Regions from separate parts of the Mus musculus genome. Here region 2 is linked to region 1. Evidence: chromatin contacts called from public promoter capture Hi-C data. All regions are on one chromosome and are shown on one strand. The core of a region is the stretch at or near the end of the contact, and the rest is flanking DNA. Distances in the headings are between cores, read along the strand shown.

Region 1 (4,233 bases), core at 532-3,031:
GAAACACGAGACACATGTGGTTCCTTGGGCCTTGGCCTAGACTGAGTGATACCCTATTATATGCTTCAAGAGCAGGGGTTCTCAGCCTGTAGGTCTCGACCCCTTTGGGGATCAAATGACTCTTTCACAGGGGAGGCATATCAGATATCCTGCATATCAGATGTTTATATTATGACTCATAATAGTAGCAAAGTTACAGTTATGAAGTTGGAATGAAATAATTATATGATTTGGGGTCTCCACATGAGGAACTGTATTAAAGGGTTGCAGCATTAGGAAGGTTGAGAAGCACAATTCTAGAGTGTCCGTTGTGCTTCCCAGTAGTGTTAATAATGCCTATGATCCCAACAATCGAGTGGCCCGGTCCAAGGCCAACCAGGGCTACTTAGCGAGAGAAGGGATGTAGGGGTCGGGGGCAGGCAGGACAGCTGTGATGATCCAGGATCGTAACCCTGGCCTTTAGGAGGTAGAAACAAGAGGATTAGGAGTTCAAGGTCATCCCTGGCCATCTTGGAGGCAAGGCCAGTGCTTAACTACATGAGATCCTATCTCAAAACAAACTTACACACAGGCAAAATAAATGACTGTCTCAGGCTCCAGGCTTCTGTTCCCTCGACTCACTTCCCATTGCTTCTTAACCCAAGACAGGGGAAGGAGGCTTGGGTTTCCCTGGACTAGGACTGTTGGGTGAGAAAGGAACCCAGCCAAGGCTAGACCAAATGGAAAGATCTCTTGCCATCCTTCTCCCCGTGGTCCTCTCCTGAGCTTCTCCCAGCTGTGCTGCTCTGGGAAAAGAGATAAACGTCACAGGTCCAGTCCCCTCAGGCAGGTGATAGGTCCCTTCCTGTGTGTGGCCTTACAGATGTGGATGAGTGTGAAGGTCCCCAAAGCAGCTGCCGGGGAGGCGAATGCAAGAACACAGAAGGTTCCTACCAATGCCTCTGTCACCAGGGCTTCCAGCTGGTCAATGGCACCATGTGTGAGGGTGAGTACCCAAGTCTCCTGTCAGGAGCTGGGGACAGTGAGTGTCTTGCAGAGGTGAAGGCATCCCTGGAGACACGCCCTTCCCATCTTGCCCCTGCAGACGTGAATGAGTGTGTTGGGGAAGAGCATTGTGCTCCTCACGGCGAGTGCCTCAACAGCCTGGGCTCCTTCTTCTGCCTCTGTGCACCCGGCTTTGCTAGTGCTGAGGGGGGCACCAGATGCCAGGGTAAGAAGTCAGCGTGGTCATGTCTAAGGTCCACCAGCAGGACTGGTTTCTAGATCAGAGTACCTTCTGAACACCCTTACTGAAGTGAACAGCATACCCACAGCCCACCCGGGACTGGGGAGGACTGGGGAGATGTGAAAGATCCAGGAAGTGCTTAGAGTCAGTCAGAGGGCCCTCTGTGATGCCTGTGGCAGATGTGCATGCTCTCCAGGGTCTCAGTGTTCCCTTTCTCCTGCTGACGGAGCCCCACCCCCCACTAGAGCCCTTCCCCCAGCGTGGCCTCAGGTTCCTGGCACTGGACTGGTCCCCTTGATCCTCCTACTCTGAGCTTCTCCCTCGATCTCCTGTGGGCTCCTTGAGGTCTGAAGGAAGCAGCTTGGGGCCCTAGCAAGCTCTAAAGAGACCCGTTAGCTGCATCTGCTCACGGGCATCTCTATCCTACCGTTAGCTGCATCTGCTCATGGGCATCTCTATCCTAGATGTTGATGAATGTGCAGCCACAGACCCGTGTCCGGGAGGACACTGTGTCAACACAGAGGGCTCCTTCAGCTGTCTGTGTGAGACTGGCTTCCAGCCCTCCCCAGACAGCGGAGAATGTTTGGGTAAGGACTCTAGGGACGGGGTGGGGCTCGGCTTTACTTCTGCCCGCCTCTGTCCCCATGTCCTTCTTAGCTCCCTGGAACGATGAGCACAGCTTCTCAGGAAGTAAAGCATTTTCTACAGGATTCAAAGTATACTGTATTTATAGAGATTCTGATGACTGGAGGGACTTACCCAAGGCTGGCATGATAAAGACAATAATCTTTATACCAGCAGAGCCCACCATCTAGTTGTAAAGGCCAGATACATTCAGCAGATACCAAACACCTGCTACGTTCAATCTCTTCTGGTAGGACAGATGGTTACAGACCATCTTGAAATTGGAAAGGGAGCTAGATATTGAAGAAAGCTCCCTGATCCTCACTGGGGTGAAAATGGTCCAGAGGAGGCCGAGCACGCTCGCTCTCAGAGCTTCCCAAATGGTGTGTAGTTGTCTTCCTAGATGCCCAGCCCTGCTGGGTCAGGGGAAACTATCCTGAGTGCATCTGCTTGGGGTGAGGTGAGCACAGTGATTTGAAAGAGACCTCAGAAGCAGAGGGATATGAGCTTGTAATGTCAGCCAGGTAGGGTCAGAGCAGTGACCTGAGCCACACATCTGCCCCCTCTCATGGCTCTGGGGACAGATATTGATGAGTGTGAGGACCGTGAAGACCCGGTGTGCGGAGCCTGGAGGTGTGAGAACAGTCCTGGTTCCTACCGCTGCATCCTGGACTGCCAGCCTGGCTTCTATGTGGCGCCAAATGGAGACTGCATTGGTGAGTAGGAGGATGGAGGTCAAGGCGGGAGGGCCAAGGAGGGCTCAGGGGAGTGAGGAGAGCCAAGAACAGTTGGTTTTTTCCTTCATTGAACTAGAAACAATTTCTCCCAAGAACACTCACTGTTTGGGCACTTCTTTGAAATTTGTGTATTTCCTGTACAGTGACACTTACACAAAAATTAAAGAAGAACGTTAGAGTTAAGGGTTTCTTGTGCTGTGTCCAGGGGTTGTTTTTTTGTTGTTATTGTTGTTTGTTCATTGGTTTGTTTTCAAATCTTGGTGTTAATAGACCAGATAAATAAGTACTCCCCGCAAACATAGGGACTATGCATACCCTGGTCCCCATTGTCCCTCAGACATAGATGAATGTGCCAATGACACTGTGTGTGGGAACCATGGCTTCTGTGACAACACGGACGGCTCCTTCCGCTGCCTGTGTGACCAGGGCTTCGAGACCTCACCATCAGGCTGGGAGTGTGTTGGTGAGTAGCCTGCGGGCTACCCCAGGTCTGGGCTAGGAAAGACGCTGGGACCCTTCTCATTTCCACCAATGGTTGTCTTTCTTGAAAGGAGGTACTAGGCCCTCTCCAGACACATTCTTGTTTCTGGGGCTCCATGATAGGACCCCAAAGGGTGGATCGTGGGGAGGGAGAATTCCCCCCCAGCTAGCACTGCTGCTGGGCGGGTAGGATGGAAGGCCAGTCCTGCTGCAGAGGGAGCAAGCAAAGAAGAAAGAGACCTCCTGTCCCACTCGCTTCCCTAGAGAGCTTGTGGACACGAGACACCAGAGGAGGGAACGCTCCTCTTTGTTTGCTTTCATAACCATTTTCAGCAACCCCTCTTCTCTGTTCCATACCACACCCTCTACCCACCAGGCCCCCTTCCCGATAATCCGCATCTACTTTTGCTTCCTCCAAGCGTGGTCCTCTTGGGGGACGAGAACCTGCCTGCGCGGGCTGGAGCCAGGGGCAGGGTGTACTTGCTTCCTCCTCTCTGTCCTCATGCCTGGCAGATGTGAACGAGTGTGAGCTCATGATGGCAGTGTGTGGGGATGCGCTCTGTGAGAACGTGGAAGGCTCCTTCCTGTGCCTTTGCGCCAGTGACCTTGAGGAGTACGACGCAGAAGAAGGACACTGCCGTCCTCGGGTGGCTGGAGGTGAGACCTGGGAGGCCCCTTCCCTTCCTGCCACTTTCCATAAGGACTCCGGCTTATAAAAGCCATCCCAGCTCCAGCTACTTAGTAGAGTTCAGTGGGCCAGTGTTGGGGGTGTGGATTACTGTTGGATGATAGAGAGGACAGGAGTCTGAGGGCCACATTTGCCAGCACGTGCCAGACAACATTCCCACTGAATGGCTAGGATGACCAAGGGAAACTCAGGGTGCTCTGTCACCTAGAATAGCCCTCCAGGGGACCTCTGATTGAGTTTGTTACAGAGACCCTGAGTCCACGCAATCCTTGAATAGGTCTTTTAGATTAAGGAGGCCTTGAAGTTGAACTAAGCTGGACCCTACCCTTCTCATTGCTACTCTACCCCAGGCTAGACCATAACTCAGCTGGCTTCAGTGACTTGGAAAAAAAAGTAAGGGGAACTTTATAAGGAAAAATGGAGGGGAGAATGGTTTGGGGTCCCTGAGAAGCAGAAGGGACCAGAAGAATGTTCATATG
Region 2 (4,269 bases), core at 1,087-3,586, 150 kb before region 1:
ACAGGGCATTCAGGGAGTATATATGCGAGTGTAGTTTCTGACCTGGGTAACAGGAATCCGAGGAGAAATGATGAAAGAGTATGTGAGGTGTGGCTACGGAGAGTAGTGTAGGGTGGAGCAGGACAGACAGGGCAGAGGGAACCCATGACAGTCATCGAGGCTGTGTGCCAGGAGGAAGGAGAGGGCGGGAGATGGAGAGGATTACAGGCTCAGGATGTGACCTTAGGGAGACTTGGAGCAGGGTACGTGTTTTAGGAAGCCTCTAGGGCTGTGAGGTTAGAGGAAAGGATGGTTTAGAAAGGTCAGAACAGTGAGTTTGCAAGCGACAGAGCTCAGGCCTTACTCAGATGTTCTAAGACGAGGAGAGTCCCTTGGGAAAAAGTAGTCACTGGTCCTGGGTTTTAAGTGTGAAGAGGATTGTGGTAGAGGCAATAGAAATGACTTACTGGAAAAGGTCTAGGCAATGTAAAAGCCAGTACTAATAATTTGGTTGAGAAATAATCTAATAGGGAAAAACAATGCCCAAGGGTTTAACAAGGCAAAGGTGACTCTTGCTGGAGTCAGAGTGGATGTTATGCTCTGGGCTGTTTCCCAGTGCCTGACACAGCAAGCACTTAGAATTTGTTGGATGGTTTGCTTTAATGCGAGTTCTTAACTTCTTATAAAAGTTTTCAGTCATCACATTAGAAGAGTGTAAAGAATTCCCTTGAAGGGTAAGATTTGTTGATCCAGTGAGAAATCATGTCCTTTGTAATTGTTAATACATTTCTCCCTGAATTTCCTGTCAGCTCTGAAGCAAAGGAGGTATGATGCTGGTTCTATAGATAAGCAGCACAAAGACTGAAAGCTCACTGCAGTTCTAGGCTGACGTGTTAGCCCACTAAGTCCTAATAACACCCAAGTGAGGTGCCTGTGAGTACTCTCTCCATTTGACAGAGAAGAAAACTGGCTCTCAGTGGAGAGATTAGGTGGCTTGGCCAGGGTCACAGTTTGAGCTTATGAATCTGACTGAAGGATGGAGGCATCTGTCTGCTTGCTCCTCTGTGTTTCACTATTTGTTCCACTCTGCCTTTAGAGCTGTCAGTACTCTGATGAACTATGCCAGAGTTATGCTAAGGAGGTGAAGATAGTAAATCCTAACTTGTTAAAGCAGCAAGAACTGTCACACCCATGGAGGTGTAGATTAGCTATCGCCCTGGCCCTTCCTTCCTGTTTTGGTTTGCCGTTTGCCAGCTGCCTCATGGTGGGCAAAAGGTTGTAATTGTCAGAGGCAGGTAGGCACTTTCCTGTCCTTGTGTCTCAAGCCATGTGTCACCTCTCTCTCTCTTAAAACCTTGACGCACAATCAGATATAAATGCACACAGGTGCCTGTTCTCCTTTCCCTTTTCAAATTGTTCTGTGCTCTCCAAGGTTGGAGTCTAGAAATCTTTAGATGTCTAGTCTCTGAGTGCGGGATGCTGATGTACGAATTGGGGGAAAACAAGTTGAGTAACAGTGAAAATTCCCCCTCAGACTCTGGTCTTAGTGGACACCACTTAGGATGGAAGGTTTCATCCCCTCCTTTTTTTCCACAACTCTGCTTTCTGTTGAATCCATCTTCCCTAGGGCCCATCCGTTTGTCTGATCTGGTAATGTCACGAATGACTCCTCCTTTGTACCCGCTACTTATTATTGGGATGACCCAGAGTTCACTTTGCTTTCTTGATGCTAGCATGACGATCATATTTACTTGTAAAAAATATCTTCAATTTATATAGCTGTTTTTTCTACTTAGCTGGATTGCTTTCAGAGGGCAGATAACATGGGGGAAGTGCTCCATTATCCTCTTTCCTTGTCCTAATTAGCAGCACTCTTCACGGAAGAGGAACTAAGATGAGAGCTGTATCATTTCATATGTAGCTAGCACTAAATCAAGTGGCTGCCTTCTGAGAACGGTCAGTAGACCCTAAGCCCTTAGGCAGAGCGCCATAGTCTATTTGTGTGACACATGGCACAGGGCCCCTATCGGGCGTGGCAGAGAGGATGGGGACGTTAAGGCACGAGACTAGAGCTGGTAGGCTTACGGCACGTGCTCTGCTTTGTCTCCTGGGGTGGCTTTAAGGAGACCTGGAAGACACTGAACAGATGTTCTTTTGCAGTTGCAGCTGTGATCCTCGGCTGTCCGGTGGCGTTGAAGAGACCTGATGTTTTACGTTATTGGTATGTGATTGGATCGTTTCCCTTGTCTTTGGTTAATGTTGTCGAGTTCCTGTTTGCCTCCCTATCTCACCTTCTCCTTGAACATGGAGCTAGAAATAGCTCCACTTGTGCCAGAACGTACCCTCACACAGTTGGCAGAGTTCATTCATTTGGGAAATAGTTATTGAGTAATTATAGTGTGTGCCAGACACTGTTTACTGTAAAGTCCAAGTCAAGGCAAAAATCTGCCTGTAAGGAGTTCACAACACGAAGGGGGAGGTAGGTAAGTGAAGTTAGTAGATACAGAAGTTTGAGGGGGCCCAAAAGAAGGAAGCCCTAACTGATGGGACTTGTGGAAGGCTTTTGCCAAGTGGACAAGCAAACAAAAGGCTTCCAGGTGGAGGGAAGCAAGAGCACACTATGCTAAGCACTTCTGTGAGGGGCAGCATGGCAGGACGGTGGGAGGGGTTGTGCCTGGGCTTCGTGATAGACAACAGGGTCAGCAGACTGGTCTGTGAAAGGCAAGAGAACAAATACATTCCTCGTTTTGCAAACATACGGTCTCCTTCCACATACTCAGCTCTGCCTGGGTGGTTCGTTTAGGACTGGTGAGGTGATGTCCTAGCATAGCTTCATTTACAGAGGTGTAACACCAGGGTGGGGTTTGTCCTGAGATCAGTTAGCTAATTATGCTCTAGAAGCTCCTTTCTACACATTACAGTGTCCGTCCGTCCGTCCGTCCTTCCTTCCTTCCTTCCTTCCTTCCTTCCTCCCTTCCTTCCTTCCTCCCTTTCTCCCTCCCTTCCTCCCTTCCTCCCTTCCTCCCTTCCTCCCTTCCTCCCTTCCTCCCTTCCTCCCTTCCTCCCTTCCTCCCTCCCTTCCTCCCTTCCTCCCTTCCTCCCTTCCTCCCTTCCTCCCTTCCTCCCTTCCTCCCTTCCTCCCTCCCTTCCTCCCTTCCTCCCTTCCTCCCTTCCTCCCTTCCTCCCTTCCTCCCTCCCTTCCTCCCTTTCTCCCTCCCTTCCTCCCTTCCTCCCTTCCTCCCTCCCTTCCTCCCTTCCTCCCTTTCTCCCTCCCTTCCTCCCTTCCTCCCTTCCTCCCTTCCTCCCTTCCTCCCTTCTTCCCTTCCTTCCTTCCTTCCTCCCTTCCTTCCTCCCTCCCTTTCTCCCTCCCTCCCTTCCTTCCTTCCTTCCTTCCTTCCTTCCTCCCTTCCTTCCTCCCTCCCTTTCTCCCTCCCTCCCTTCCTCCCTTCCTTCCTTCCTTCTTTCCTTCTTTCCTCCCTCCCTCTCCTCCTTCGTTCTTACAATCTTGCAGATACTTCTGACTCCTTTAAGCATTGTGAGCTGCCAGTCTGTTCTGTAGTCGCTGTAATGTGGTTTGTGTTTCTCTTTCGTGTAGGTGGAATCATAGTGTCTGTGGTTGCATTCTTCTTCACAATTAAGTTCCTCTTTGAGCTTGCCGCACGTGTAGTCAGCTTTCTTCAGAATGAAGACCGTGAGCGCCGAGGGGACCGGACTATTTATGACTACGTGCGGGGAAATTACCTGGATCCCCGGTCCTGCAAAGTGTCCTGGGATTGGAAGGACCCCTATGAGGTGGGCCACAGCATGGCCTTCCGAGTGCATGTAAGGGAATGTTTCTGTCTCCATACCCGTCATGGTTTCTGAGTCATTTGCTTTCCAGGGACCGGTGCTGTCTTGTGCTGCAGGCTGGAATGTTAACATTTTCCCTTGTTTTCAGTTCCTCCCAGGAACTTGGGAATTATTAATATCTGGAGAGGCTTGAATTTTCCTATCCTTTGGTTTACTGGGTACATAGCTTTGAGGAAGTGGAAAGCCTAATGTTATGTTTTTCAAATAAAAAAAAGTGTTGAGGCTGGTTGGACACCCTGCTGTGATGCCTGCACCTGGGAGGCAGAACTCTCTGATCAGGAGTTCAAGGTCATCCTGTGTACATGGGGGTCTCAAAGCCCATTCTAAACTATATGGGACTCTGGCTCAAAACAAAACAAAATTTTCAATCCCAGCACTCAGGAAGCAGAAGCAGGCAGATCTCTGTTAGTTCTGGCCAGCCTGGTCTGCATAATGAGTTCC

Evidence for each region. Capture Hi-C pulls out chosen DNA fragments and counts their contacts.
Region 2: a contact with region 1 is called in a promoter capture Hi-C map of adipose tissue. The contact joins two enhancer-like sites. A contact is called at or near these places in 6 of 484 Hi-C or Micro-C datasets (the G1E-ER4 cell line, Sertoli cells, embryonic fibroblasts and 3 more), 1 of 115 datasets of contacts at active chromatin or transcription factors (fibro-adipogenic progenitors) and 4 of 9 other capture datasets (adipose tissue, embryonic stem cells, liver and 1 more).

What each region holds. Positions count from the first base shown.
Region 1 is chr12:84,788,574-84,792,806 of GRCm38.p6, reverse strand. It overlaps Ltbp2 (latent transforming growth factor beta binding protein 2), which reads left to right. Exons shown (of 36, transcript NM_001370743.1): 23 at 863-985; 24 at 1,085-1,210; 25 at 1,690-1,812; 26 at 2,434-2,565; 27 at 2,924-3,049; 28 at 3,580-3,723. Among named protein-coding and RNA genes, the nearest start is that of Isca2, 17 kb to the right of the region's middle. Within about 2 kb of position 1,781, at least 17 of the 459 cell types and tissues checked have an H3K27ac peak or open chromatin away from gene starts, as enhancers often do. A contact at or near this core is called in adipose tissue, where this site is marked.
Region 2 is chr12:84,941,263-84,945,531 of GRCm38.p6, reverse strand. Arel1 (apoptosis resistant E3 ubiquitin protein ligase 1) reads left to right here. Exons shown (of 20, transcript NM_178065.5): 3 at 2,140-2,200; 4 at 3,575-3,801. The coding sequence starts at 2,185. Among named protein-coding and RNA genes, the nearest start is that of Arel1, 27 kb to the left of the region's middle. Within about 2 kb of position 2,336, at least 14 of the 459 cell types and tissues checked have an H3K27ac peak or open chromatin away from gene starts, as enhancers often do. A contact at or near this core is called in adipose tissue, where this site is marked.